2 separate regions of the Macaca mulatta genome follow, and region 2 is linked to region 1. Evidence: chromatin contacts called from public Micro-C data. All regions are on one chromosome and are shown on one strand. The core of a region is the stretch at or near the end of the contact, and the rest is flanking DNA. Distances in the headings are between cores, read along the strand shown. Region 1 holds the start of ASNSD1 (asparagine synthetase domain containing 1). Region 2 holds the start of PMS1 (PMS1 homolog 1, mismatch repair system component).

Region 1 (3,114 bases), core at 301-2,800:
TATCATGTTCCATCTTTGTATTTTTCCCTTTTTAGCTCAATGGCTAGCATGGAGCTGGCACTGTTGAACTGGTTTTCTTTTTTTTTCAAACAGGGTCTTGATCTGTTACCCAGGCTGGAGTGCAATGGCGAGGTGACGGCTCACTGCAGCCTCGATTTTCCCAGGCTCAGGTGATTCTCACATCTTAGCCTCCGAGTATCTGGGACTACCGGCCTGGGCCACAGTGCTGACCTGGGCTTTATTTATTTGTAGGGGAGGGCTCAACTAAGGTGAAAACTAAGTTTCTTTTTAACTCTTTAACTATTTATTTTGTGAACACGACTAATTACATAGTATCACACGAGCCTCTAAAAGCAGCTTTTATAATATTTGTGCTACCTCACACACCTCAGGGATTTGTATCCACCAGTATGCGTAAGGGGCTTGCAATGGTGGTAATCAGAATGGACTGTGTGTCTTTTGAAAATTCACCCCCAATTCCCATGAGTGTGCACCTTTCTGTCTCCCCAGTTGGCAGAGCTGTGGTAATGAGGTTGAATTCCAAGGCCGAATTTGTAAACATTCTTTGAGACTTAACGTTTGTACAGGGCTTTCCCATTTTAGGAATGACAGGTGTACATTTCACTTTACTTCAAAGAAGGTAACTGATACAAAAAGATTAAAGAGACTTGCCCAGATGTCATTGCAAGTTTGGGACAGAACCAAAGTAGAATCTAGGACATGTAGTACCTGAAGGGCTATAACCCTGCCCATCCCCATTTATCTTTAAAGGTTTTGTTTGTTTATGGCAGTTAAGGCTTATATTATATTGGCTTCCTCCCTCCCCCTTTTTGGTATAACAGTGACAACCCAATGCGTGTTTTAGGACCATTGCTTTGGTTAACGGAGAAGCAGCAGCTAACAGGTGGATGAGGAGAGACCAGTTAGGAAGCCCTTGCGGGGGGCGGGGGGCGGGGGTCCCGATGGCAGATGACAGTGGCTTATTTGGGGTGGTAAGTGTTCACGGTGATAAAGGGACATATTTGAAATGAGTTTCAAAGGTAGAACTGATAGGCTTCCATGATGGGCGTCAAGGATGGATCCCAGGTTGCTGGCATGGTTAACCGGATGCAGAATATCTGCGATGGAACAGATTTGGGGTGGGCGGTATTTCCCAAAGTTTAAAAACACCCAACCAGAACTCCGCCCCGCTGCCACCTGGGTCGTGTCTCGGGGCAAATTTCAATATCTCCCTTTTCGCAACTGTTTTCAGAAAATAAAAGGACTAACTGTAGCTGTCAAGTGCTAAGAATAAAAAGAGAAAAGTAGCAGGGCAAAGCCGAGTCCCGGGCAGGCCCCACGCTGCCCCCTGCGGACCAACTTTAGGGTCCTGTGGCGCCCAGTCCCAAGTCCAGGAGCCTTTCATTGCGTCTGACACTCACCTTGCTGCTAAGATCCTCCTTGTGTGGGGTCGAATTGTCGGTGGGGATCAGCACAGGGCTGTCCTCTGGGCGCGTCCCTCGGTTGGGCATTTCCACCCACCGCAAGAAGCGCAGTATGCTCGGCCCTGAAGGAACCTCGAGCATTAGTCACCGCGCATGCGCGCTTCCAGCCGCGCGCACCCTTTCTTTTCCCGCGAGTTTTACCAACAGCGTCTGCGCGCTCACTTGAACGCATGCGCAGGCCGTGTCTGGCCTGGGGAGGAGTTTCGCGCCTGCGCGTGGCTGCTTAGGGCGTGAGTAAACAGTCTGGTTGCAAAATCTGAGGTTCCTGTACTGGCCTCTAGTGGTTGAGATGCAGAAACGCTCAGGTGGTTTCTTCATGACGTCTTATCTAGTATACTACGAGTTATGTGCGCCCTCCAGTGGTACATGTAAAGAATAGCCGTGCAATAGAAATAGCTCTTAATATAATATGTATTATCTAGGGAAAGATGAAGTTGAGGAACATAGGAGATACTGTGTTGGCAATAGAACTATACAGACTTGGTAAAGTTTTGGTTAACTCGTGGTTAGGGTTGCCGGATAAAATACAGTATGAATTTCAGATGAATTCGTAGTTTTTTAGTATGTCTATGTCCCCTGCAATATTTGCAATATCTCACTTCCGTGGAAAAAAATGACTAAAACTTGGAAATAGGCAAAAGAGATTTATTTACTGGATGTTCTTTCAGTGCTGCTCTGAACTTGACTTTATTATGTTGACTTGACTGGGCTGTTTTACAATTCTCTAGGGGCAAAGGTTAACTTTGGTAGAGATTTTGGTTTGGTAGAGATGCAAATAATTTTTTTGGTGTACCAGATACCAACACAGGTTATGATGTATTGTTCTGTAACACATTCGTCAGCTTTGTCTCTAACCCTGCAATTGTGTCCTAACATTTCTTTATTAATATATGCCTAGCTTCTCTAATATTCTGTATTGGTTTTAAAGTCTTATCGGTTCCCTCACTAACTAATGAGTTGAATAAAACTTTGACATGTATTTGTTTTATGTTCACATTAGAGACATGATTTTAGGTTTTTGAGAATTATACTATATTATTGGAAATCTTAAGGTTCCACAGAGATGCCCAAGTGGATTTATGTGATGAATCAAACTGTCTCGCGACAGAAATGTATACATCATGGGTTGTTTAAGTCCAGGCATGTTTTTTATTTGCTCTTAGAGAAATCCGAAGTGGTTATATATTTTTCCTTCTTAATTGATTTTTAGAATTTTGTTTTTGTTTCTGATTTGTATATTCCTGATAAGCTATTCAGGTATAACTTATACATTACTGATGCATTGATAGCAGCAATGATTGGGAGTTTGGTTTTGTGGTCTAACCATTTGGTGGTATCTGTTGGATGATGGACGTCTAGTCTTTCTTGGTAGAGAGGTAGATAGGTGCAGTGGCTCAAACCTGTAATCTCAACCACTTGGGGCTGAGGTGGGAGGATTGCTTGAGGCCAGGCGTTCAAATAAATAAATAAGAGAGGCGAAAGAGACACCAGTTTGTAAGTCTTTTTGTTTATCGTTTGTGAGCTCAAATTAATTAATTACTTTTGTGTCCACTGAGAGGGAAGGAGGACAGCTATTTGAGATGTGGGTTGGTGAGGTTTTGTTTGTTTGTTTTAACATAAAGGCCGCTCA
Region 2 (3,114 bases), core at 377-2,876, 130 kb before region 1:
AGCAATTTCGGCTCACTGCAACCTGCCTCCCAGGTTCAAGCGGTTCTCCTGTCCCAGCCCCACAAGTAGCTGGGATTACTGGAGCGCAGCACCATGCCGGTCTAATTTTTGTATTTTTAGTAGAGACAGGGTTTCACCATGTTGGCCAGGCTGGTCTCGAACTCCTGACGTCAGGTGATCCGCCCGCCTCGGCCTCCCAAAGTGCTGGGAATACAGGCGTGAGCCACCGTGCCCAACCAACTCATCTCTCTTAACATGGTGACACTCACTCCTTCCTCAGTTCACATGGTTCTCTCTCTCTCTCAGCTGACTTCTAATCATCCCTCCAGATTTAGTTCAGTATCAGCTCTTCAAGAAAGCCTTTCTTCACTGCTGCAGCCTCCTTTCCTTCACCTGTCAACAGAGTAGGTATTCCTTCCTCTGCAGTCCCCCTTTACCTCATTTCTAATTAACCTCATCACAAGTTATTCTATTAATATGTGTTTCTGTCTGTTCCTCCTGACTCAGAGTTCTTTGAGGACAGGGGTTTTATTTTATATCAATCACACATTCCTAGCATAGCCCCTGGAATATAGCACTCTATACCATATGTGTACCAAATGAATGCTTTTGAAAAAGTGGAATGGTTTATATCGGGCTTACAAATCACAGCAAAGAATGTCTGGGAATATCAGGATAGTCAGTCTTCCATATTTACTGAGAGGGAAAAGGAACACTTCTGAAGGAATGTTGATGACCCGGAAAGTCAGTTAAGGACAACAAGTCTGCCTGAAAAAAGAAGTAAAGATCAGAGAAGTCACAGACTTTCATTAGAGAGAACACAAAGAAATCATTTATTTAAAGATCCGACTAAATCCAAAACAAGTTCACAAAGCCAACAGAAATTCAAGATACATAGACATACACAGCGAACATTCTCAAGTCAATTTCAAAATGTTGAAAGCTATTTAGGCAATAAAGATCACAAACTTTCCGCACTGCCAAGGTGAGGGAAATTACATTTCAAAGGCGATTCCAAAAAATCTAATCAAGACTTTCCTCAGGATCAGTTTTTGGTATCCACATTTCCTCAGTATGTGTAATACAGGTGCCTGTCTTGGGCGTACGGATAAACCCAGAAGGCCACGAGCAAACATCGTGATTAACTTTAAAGAGTTTAACTTGCACCCCTTGTATGATGCCACAGGATAGAATACTATAAACCGCCAACCTCACAAGATGAGTTACAGTTGCCATGGGTTAAATTTGCTGCCTGGAAAACAAATTTTAAGTCCTGCACCCAGAAGGGTCTGGGAATGGGCCGCAACAAAGACCAAGCCAGAACACCCCGAGCCCAGATCAGCTCAGAGAACGCGCTCCACGTGTACGCGCCTGCAAGCCCGGCTTCGCTTCCCGCCCGCGGGGAGCGCCCTTAGCTGCACTACAGCGTTCGCGCCCGGACCAGGACGAGTAAAGGAGATGGGGGCCCTCAAGCCCTCGAGAATATAATAAATACCCGTTAGTCATACCACACTACCTTCCTGCTAGCGCGAGGCAGGCAATTACCATCCACCAGCGGCAAGCAGCCAGCGTCTCACCCGGAGCGCAGGCCCGACCCCGCACTCGCACCCAGCATGCGCGCGGCACAGCGGATACAAGGAGCGCGGCACTTAGTCCCGTCTCGCCCGGGGGGAACGTAAGATTGGCGCTGCTCGCAGCCAATCCGCTGGCAGCGAGTCTGTCTGTGAACGCTTCCGCAAGCTACGCAGCGCCCGGCCTGAGGGCGTGTATCCGCGGCCGTAGCAGCCCGGCTGGTCCTGCTGCGAGCCGGCGGCCGGGAGTGGGGCGGCGGGTAAGTGGGCACGAACACGACGGACGCTGTACAGTCTCCTTCGTCCGTAGGGAACTGCTGGCGGCCTAGGGTCGTCCTGAGAGGGAAAAGTGAGGTCCGGCTGCATCTGCGGCGCCCTGCGTGGCCGTGCGAGCCGTGGCCTCAGAGGCTCGTCCCCTACGCAAATCTTCGCTGTCTTGCCAGGGTCCTGACGTGACGTGCGGCTGCGAGAAGGCAGGGGCGGGTTGGGGGAGGTGCTGAGGTGGTAGCAGCGGCGGCCTTTGCTGCGTTTTCTCTGTCCCAGAGGGCTCAGGCAGGGGGAACTCCCTTGAGGGGCCGCTGCGGGTCGCCGTCTCCGGAGGCACCGGCGAGGGCAGAGCCGACGGCCTCTTCACGGTCTGTAAGGTCATTGTTTACCAGTCGCGGGGCAGCGCGGCAAACCTGCTGGGGAAAGGTTTTCTGGTTGGAATAGGATGAGTACCGCACCAGCTTTGCCTTCCAGCTGAGATGTAAATTTCAGGCCTCCATCCTGTGGAACGTGGGAAAACTATCTTGAGTGTTGGCATGTTCTAAGTAGTTTAAAATAATGTATGATAAATGATGTGTGTTTAGACGAAGGATTTACACATACAAATTGGAGACTCTCGCGGTCTTAGTGTAACTAACTTTTCGTCCCCTTAACCCTTGATGCCTGTTCTGTGCGTCTCTAGAGGGGAAGGAGCATTATACTCTGGAAGCACTTGCTGGATGGGGAAAAGAGAAGTTCCTCTCCGTATGCTAACTCCGTAATACAAGCGTTTGTGTATTTTAAAATCACAACTGTTCCAAATGTAATCTAGCCTCGTTTTCCCCCTCCCTCGGATGATAGGTGTTCTTCAGGACAGTTTTATTTTAAGGAATTCTTAGACCCAAGTAAACACCATCATTAAAAGAACTGGTAACTATTATCAGTTCTTCCTTTGGAGTCCATCTTAAATGGAAAGGAGATGGGAAAAACTTTTTTAAAGAGAAGAAAGAAAACTGAAGTTTTTTAATTGACTAGAGAAATATTCAGAAGACTCTTTATTTTCACCTAGATGTATCACAAAATTGAGAAACAAACATTATCCCTTGACCATGTAGATTTTACACCACATTATGTCAACGGCATGTACCTTCCACATTCAGTATTCAGAAAGAAGTGATCTGAACTCTGACTATTCTTTATGGATACAGTAAGTCAGATATAAGAGTGGCTACTTGACAGACTGGCTGGGTGAGTTCTGCTTTTTCTTTTTAATATAAATTTATTATGTTGGTAAATT

The links. A called contact is a pair of places that touch in the nucleus more often than the background predicts.
Region 2: a contact with region 1 is called in a Micro-C map of CD4 T cells, with 6 times the contacts expected there. The contact joins the promoter of PMS1 here to the promoter of ASNSD1 in region 1. A contact is called at or near these places in 5 of 14 Hi-C or Micro-C datasets (CD4 T cells, cortical neurons, fetal cortex germinal zone and 2 more).

The regions. Positions count from the first base shown.
Region 1 is chr12:94,649,948-94,653,061 of T2T-MMU8v2.0, reverse strand. ASNSD1 (asparagine synthetase domain containing 1) reads right to left here and starts at 1,550. Exons shown (of 6, transcript NM_001194770.3): 1 at 1,422-1,550. It overlaps ASDURF (ASNSD1 upstream open reading frame), which reads right to left and starts at 1,570. Exons shown (of 4, transcript XM_077957318.1): 1 at 1,422-1,570. The coding sequence starts at 1,565.
Region 2 is chr12:94,778,039-94,781,152 of T2T-MMU8v2.0, reverse strand. PMS1 (PMS1 homolog 1, mismatch repair system component) reads right to left here and starts at 1,626. Exons shown (of 14, transcript XR_013402080.1): 1 at 1,517-1,626. ORMDL1 (ORMDL sphingolipid biosynthesis regulator 1) reads left to right here and starts at 1,730. Exons shown (of 4, transcript NM_001266349.1): 1 at 1,730-1,831.